Linked DNA regions of Mus musculus: region 1 is linked to region 2. A link is a contact called in public Hi-C data. All regions are on one chromosome and are shown on one strand. The core of a region is the stretch at or near the end of the contact, and the rest is flanking DNA. Distances in the headings are between cores, read along the strand shown.

The links. A called contact is a pair of places that touch in the nucleus more often than the background predicts.
Region 1: a contact with region 2 is called in a Hi-C map of cortical neurons, with 1.6 times the contacts expected there. The contact joins two enhancer-like sites. A contact is called at or near these places in 1 of 39 promoter capture datasets (the 3T3-L1 cell line) and 5 of 484 Hi-C or Micro-C datasets (8-cell embryo, the HPC-5 cell line, cortical neurons and 1 more).

Annotation. Positions count from the first base shown.
Region 1 is chrX:145,497,221-145,501,002 of GRCm38.p6, forward strand. It overlaps a transcript of Amot not described here. Among named protein-coding and RNA genes, the nearest start is that of Amot, 11 kb to the left of the region's middle. Within about 2 kb of position 2,116, at least 16 of the 459 cell types and tissues checked have an H3K27ac peak or open chromatin away from gene starts, as enhancers often do.
Region 2 is chrX:145,410,335-145,414,294 of GRCm38.p6, forward strand. No RefSeq gene overlaps it. Among named protein-coding and RNA genes, the nearest start is that of Lhfpl1, 63 kb to the left of the region's middle. Within about 2 kb of position 1,442, at least 5 of the 459 cell types and tissues checked have an H3K27ac peak or open chromatin away from gene starts, as enhancers often do.

The sequences.
Region 1 (3,782 bases), core at 866-3,365, 88 kb after region 2:
GTAGGTAAAGACAAAGCCTTCCATACTTTCCCTGTCTGGTTTTCAAGAAGAAAATTCACAACAGAATTGTTTTCATTAAATTTAAATTTTAGTGTAAAGAGAGAGAGAGAGGGAGAGAGAGAGAGAGAGAGAGAGAGAAACTCCTCACTCAGCACTTCAACAGTATGTCTAAGTGTGTTCTACCTACGAGAAAGGTTTTAAGACCTTTCCCCACGCTAACGCGGGGATGACTGGCTTCATCTAACTCTCTTAGGAGTGTTCTACTGACATAGTTCAGAGTCCCCCATTTTGTGATATGACTTTGGAAAGGAGCCCCATTTGCCTGGAGTTGAGGTTTTGTGTCTGAGTGCGTGTGGCTCAGGTGCTCACGGCAGGTGTGGCATCATTCAGCAGGTGCATGGACAAGAGCCAATGTTTCCTATCAGCATGCCAAAGAACCTGAGTCACTCTCCCGAGACACTGCCCCTCCTCCGGCTGCTGACCTGCAAGCACCAGAAACCCAGTGTGACTGCGTTGCTTGACAGAGCTGAATTTAGACCTTGCCTTCTCAAAGTACTTGAGTACGATCAGTTATGCCACATGCCATGTGGCCAAAGTAATTGCCCCAGTAATGGACATTAAGGCAGGCATGGCCCATGGGGGGGGGGCAGCACCAGGGACTATGTATAAAGAATGACTATCTCCTACAAGTTATGGAGGGAAGTGAAGCTCAAAATATATTGCATCCCTCTATAGAACATCTAGTCTTCTGCAGATGGTCCTGAAATCTCAGAAACCAATGTTGATTTCCCTAAAAGAGGTGAAGCAAACTAGAACCTATTAGGAGGCATATGTTCTTAAGGTTAGTGCACCATAACCTCTTCACGGTACCAAAAGTGTGCTCAGCCTGGTCACAGAAACAACCAGGTCAGAAAATTTGCCACACTTCCCTACACAATCCCAATCAGAACCCTCGGGCAGAAAGAACCCCCTAGGGGGTGAAACAGGTCATCACTATTTTTCTTAGTTCCAAATACTATTTGCTTTGGAAAACAATCTGTACCCCCCTCTCTCCTGCTCCCAACACATGCATGTATTAAGGCAGACACAAGCATGTACATGCACACGCACACAGAGGGGGGAGGGATACAGACAGAAGACAATCATACAAGAAGGGAAAAATGAAATAAAATGGTGTGTTATCATAAGCCACTATAGTTCCCCAATTCACAACTATTCCCCAGTTCACTACCCATTTGGGAGTAAAAACAAAGATCTGAACTGAAAACCCAAATGGAACAAAGGAAATTCTATGTTTTCAGGACTGGCAATCTAAATGCTTTTCCTCCTGTGTGATATTTTTTTAATCTTAGTTTGCTATCACACGAGGAAGCATGTCACTAATTCAATGCAAATGGGTACTCCCTTGAAAACAACTAAAAACGAGTAAAGGATGCACTAATTAGCTTCCTAATAAGGAAGGTTTTAATTGAACTTTTCTATAACAACACTCATCAAAGTTTCCAGGATAACTTCATAAAAGATGTCAAGTCTGGCCCATATTTGTATCGCCTTAAAATAATTCTCAATACACAGAAACAGAAAGCTGATTTCTCTCCAATGCTGTTAACACTCAGGCCACTGCATTTTCTGATGTCAGCAATCCCCTTCCCGCAAATATTCCAAGTATGCACCGCCGTCCTTCTCCTTTCAATTATGTGGTTTCTCTGCTCTTTTCCTGATTGAGACCAGGCCTCTTGGATAATGAGAAGCATGTGTTGGGGGGGGGGGGGGAAGGTCCTAAAAAAATACATACATCAGTTTCATCTGCATCATACATAGGGGGGATCCAATCACTTGTTCCTATCAAAGGTATGAAAATGTGAAGTTTACTAAGGGATATTATAAGATCAGCATCAATGTGGAAAGGTGATCAGTTATTGTAATCTAAAGCAACACCAATAAATATAAGGGAGATATACCCCCCCAAGTCCACTCTTTCTCGCTTGGCCACATTTATATTTAATGTTATCTTAATGTTGCCTTTAGGGGTATTTAAATTCTGACATACACATGGAAATGAGCCACGAATTGTACAGCAAGCATAAATATTCCATCATTAATAAAAACCAGCTGTGCACAAAACAGCACAAGAGCTGGGTTTCAGTCACTGGCTATCAGTAGTATTTGTCACAGGCAAATATTCCTCAAAACTTTTCTCCCTGAAAACACAGATGCAGCCACATTTGCTTTACTCTAACATTTGAAGGGACTTTCAAGAACTCATTGGTCACTTGGGTGCATTCCAACTAATGTCGCTTCCTCACTCTGACAGTCACTACAGTCCATTAAATTTTTACTTCAACCTATGACAGAATATGAAAATATTTATTTTTTGGAAAAGGTTGAGAGGGTCAATAACAGAAATATAGGGTCAATCTTAATTATAGTCAGTAAGGCAATAGGGCACCAAAGGGCACTGTATGTTATAAGAGAGCAAAAGCTCATTAAACATGAACACCTGCTCAGGACCCTATAATAAGCTTGTTCTGCCATCATACAAACACCTTTCATCCAATGACCTCAAAGCATGTGCCCAATATGAAGCATGCCTAAACACCTCTGTGAAGTATTAATATCCTCGCTTCCCAGAAGGGTAACTGAAGCTTAGAGCAGCTAATTCAGCTACCCTTGGTCACATGGCAAGTCAGTGAGGGGCTGGGTAGAGAATCCCAGATCCTGGCTTCAAGTCACACAGACTAATGCCATTTCAGGCAGCCAGAGAAAGAGTGAAAGTGACTCCACAAATCTACAGAGAGAGAGAGACACACACACAGAGAGAGAGAGAGAGAGAGATCCAAATATACCCACCTGAATTTTACCCCCAGGAACACAAAGTATGAAGCATATTCCTGTATTTCACTTGGAGATTTATACATGCTACAGATTTAAGATTTTAGTATTTACATTTTAGCTGGAGAAATTTCATTGAATTTGTGGAGAAATAATATTAGTTTACCAGATAGCAAAAATTAGACATAACACAGAGATTATATTTTATTTACTGAAGGAAAGTTAGAGGTCCATGAAACTTAAGATTCACTATGTACAAAAGTTCTCAGATAAAAGAACCCTTTGTGTGCAGACCACGTGACTTCACCTATATACTGTGTATTCCGTTGCCTACAAAATCGTCTCCTCACGGTTTTTTTCCTCAGTCTGGCAAACATTATTTTTGAGGCTATCAATCAAGCATATCTAGGCCTTCCTGATCCCCCTTCTTCATTCTGGATCCTACACAGTCCACCCAAATGTATACTATCTTAATGAAATATCAATGGTGCAGCAATTTAAAAATAATTTCCAATCAATTAGATAAGTAAACACTGGGTTCTGGTTTGGTTTTTCTTTGTGGGGAAGAGTGGCAGAGGAGGGAGGCCACAAGAATAGGCTTGCTACATACATAAACCACCTCTAAATCAGGCAATGATTAGAGCTCAATGAAACCTATCTGTACCCCCAGGCCCACCAGGAACAATACTTATGAGACTCTTGACATGTCCTCATTGGTTCATACTCCTTTACTCTATAGCAGTTTACAACGCTTTGTCCTCAACGAACTCTTGTTGAAAAGCAACATTACCTACTCTTATGACCCAAAGTATGGAAGATTTCCATTCGTAGAGGGACCAGGATTCTTGAAGTTTCGTGGAGACTCTTGGGCTTATTATTTGATACTGCTAAAATATAAAACACATTTCTGTCGATGTGTTATTACAGACTCATCCCCCAATCCACCCCTG
Region 2 (3,960 bases), core at 192-2,691:
GCCTGGCAAACACAGAAGTGGATGCTCACAGTCAGCTATTGGATGAACACAGGGCCCCCAATGGAGGAGCTAGAGAAAGTACCCAAGGAGCTAAAGGGGTCTGCAACCTTATAGGTGAAACCGCAATATGAACTAACCAGTAACCCCAGAGCTCATGTCTCTAGCTGCATATGTATCAAAAGATGGCCTAGTCGGCCATCATTGGTATTGCAAACTTTTTATGTCCCAGTACAGGGGAACACCAGGGCCAAGAAGTGGGAGAAGGTGGGTAGGGGATGGGGGGTGTAGGGGACTTTCACGATAGCACTTGAAATGTAAATGAAGTACATAGCTAATAAAAAATTGGAAAAAAAAGATTACTCAAAGGAATAAAAATTTGAAGACATGCAAATATCTTTCTAACTGCAAAAGGATGTTAGAATTGAGAAGTAATTTAGTAAAAAGAGGGGTGAATGTAAAATACCCTAAGCTGTTCAAAGAGTATTCCTGCTGAGAGACAAAGCACTGGGCAGGATTGCCTTTTATTCTCCCTCCTAACTGCTCTCATTCAGATAAAGCTGGCTAAGATACAGCTCAGAGGCTCCTGCAACCTACACTGGTAACACTGAAAGGACTTGCAAACACATGGGACCCAGGAGTGTCTTCTTGAAAAGAAACACTTTGCATAACGTGGTATTGTTTTTACTGCTTTACTCTTTCCTTTGCCTCTAAGGGATGGTTCTCATCGTGCAAGAGTACCACCTACCACATTTTCTCAACTGCAGCCTCCTAGAATCTAGAGTCCCTTCAGGAAGGACTAGAAAGGACTCTGAAGCTAAGGAGGGGATGCCTGAGCTTGCTGTATCAGCACAAAGTCCTGAGTTCAGATTCCTAGCATCGTTTCTCTAGCAGTGTGATTATGAGTAAGTCACTTGGCTGTCCCAGGGAAATGGGAAGGAAGAGAGGGAGGGAGGATGGAAGTGACTGAGGTAGGGAGGGAGGGAGGGAGACAGAGACAAAGACAGAGACATCAATGGAGAGAGATCATTGCACAGGCAACGCTTTGTTGTTTTAAAATATCAAAAAGTGTGGAAAAAAAAAAACAAACTCCATTCTGACAAACTGAAAGTATTTAAGGAAAATAAAATGATTTTTAACTGGCAATTCATTTTTTTGTCATCTAGGGATTAAGTTTCTTAACTTTGTTGGCACGGAACAGCGGCAAGCTCCCTTCCCTTCCAGTTTTACACGGATGAGTTGCTACTGAGAAAAGACAGTGATCAGAAGTAATCACTGAAGGAGAATGTGGCCAGTCAGGAAATCATCCAGAAAATGAAAATACAACTCCCATTTCTGGTGACGACTTGGCAAGTAACTTTGAAAAGGAAGTGAGAGAATTGCAAGAGACAAAACATAAAGGAACAAAGAAGGTTGGCAGCCAAGCTGAGGCATCGGGGACAAGGACAAAGCCTTGAAGACATGTAGCTTAGAGTCTCGGGTTTTAACACATCCAGCAGATGTGTGACCCTGGAGGAGTCATGGAAGGGGTTTTTGTTTCCTCTGTGAAAAAGACAACATAAGAGTATGGCTAACATGAAGGTAGCTCATGAGGGTTTTTTGTTTGTTTGTATTGTTTTGTTTTGTTTTTTTTTTGTTTTTGTTTTAGTCATTAATATGTGCTTCAGGACAGAATTCAATGTTTTTTCTGCACTGAACTAACTGTATGCCCATTACTAATCATTCCCATTCCTTCGCCTCTAGTCTCCCTAAAAAGTATTGAAATGGCTAAGGAGGTGACTCTGTGCGTGAAATGTTCTTCATGGAAGCATGAAGTCCTGAGTGCCAATCTCCAAAAACCCTGTAAATGTGGATGTAGTACTGTGTGTCTACAGACCCAGTGTTCATATGACAAGATGAAAAACAGATGCAGGAGTATCCCCAGAAGCTCACAGGCCAGACCGCCTGACAGATGCAACGGCAAAGAATAAGAAGAAACCCTATTTATTTTTATTTTTATTAGATATTTTCTTTATTTACATTTCAAATTTTATCTCCCATCTTCATTTCCCCTCCAAAAACCTCCCTATTCCATCCCCCCTCCCCTGTTCACTAACGCACCGACTCTTACTTCCCTGTCCTGGCATTCCCGTACACTGGGGCATAGAGCCTTCACAGGACCAAGGGCCTCCCCTCCCATTGATGTCCCACAAGGCCATCCTCTGCTACATATGCAACTAGAGGCATGGGTCCCTCCATGTCTACTCTTTGGTTCGTGGTTTAGTCCCTGGGAGCTCTGGAGGGTCTGGTTGGTTCATATTGTTGTTCCTCCTATGGGGCTGGAAACCCCTTTAACTCAATAAGGAACCCATTAACAAACAAGGTAGTAGGTGAAAATCAACACCTGATGCTCTTGTCTTCTGACCTCTACGTGTGTTCTCTGTCTCACAAATGCCTACATTCAAACATATGACATACTCCTAATTCTCACAAGTGCATGCACTCGTGTTCATGTACGTGCACACACATGACATTGGAAGTCAGGGAGGAGGCAAGAGAAACAAACAGGAAAGGAATGTAGAACAGAGGTGAGTTCCTAGCCTCTACAGTGGTTTACTGACTGGACATCCGTGCACATAGAGCACAGTGCTGATATGAACCAGTATAATATGTGCGTCTGGCCTTGTATCTGGTTCAGTCACTTACCGGACATGTGACCTTGAACTACTTACTTCCTTTCTCTACAACTCATCTTCCTAGCAGGAAATAGAAACATAATAGCCTCTATCTCTTTGTGTCATTGTGAGGATTAAATAAAAGACATTCAAGAAATATTTGATATTACAATAATAATTTGATAAAAAAAGAAGATTGTCCCCTGGGCCATATTTTATAGAAATAATCTGTCTCATCCAGAGAAAATTGCTAGAATCAAACTATTCTGTACTCTCCACACTTTTTCAAATACATTCTCAAAATACTGGCCGTTCTTTTCTTTTATCTCTTTTAGTGCCCTCTCCAGCATGCCCTCACACTCACTCTTTCTGTCTCCCTGTGGCCCTTCACTATCATTCAAGAAGCTGCTGATGTACCAACTAGATTAAAACACACACACACACACACACACACACACACACACACACACAGAGAGAGAGAGAGAGAGAGAGAGAGAGAGAGAGAGAGAGAGAGAGAGCTGTGCATGTTTGTCTTAAAGGGATAAGGATGCTACTTTTGTTTTTCAGTTACTAGAAAGTCCCACAGACCCTTAAAGGCATATTCAGTCCCTCTTCCGTCACCTTCCAGCTAGTTCAACCCAGGCTTCAAGACTCCAGTAGTACTACCCTTAAGTCCTCTCTCACAACTGCATCCTGGGTTCCACAGAAACTTATTCCCATTAGTCAATGTGTATGGTGTTGGAAAAATTGGAAAATGAGTAGGAAAGGCTTAATCATACTGTTAATAACATTTTAGACATTGAAATGAATGTCTTGACCATGGTAGATGTGAGTGGTAGGAATGGACCAGGGGCATCCCAGTGCCAGGTGTGCAATAGATGCAGAATTAATGAGAGGAAGTGCAAGGGTTATTTAGGAAAAGTGTAGGATTAAAAACTTCACATAGGATGTTGGCTGTGAGTGATCCACATGCCTTTAATCCTAGCCAGCACTAGGTAGTCAGAGGCAGTCAGATTTCCCTGCCTTCAAGGCAAGCCTGGTCTACAGAGCAGTTCAGCAGCCAGGCCACAGGGAAACCTTGTGTCAAAACCCAAAGAGGGAGGGAAGGAAGAAAAACTCATATGGGTACAGAAGTAAAGGAACAGAATGAGAAAATGGGAGAGAAAAAAATCTAATTGTTGCAAGGAGCAAAGACACAAATAGAGAATGCTTGAAAGCTGGAGAGGAGAGGACAGCTGGGAAGGGAGAGGAGAGAAGGGAAGGGAAGAGAGGGGAGGAAAGGGAAGGAGAGGGGAGGAGGAGGAAGATG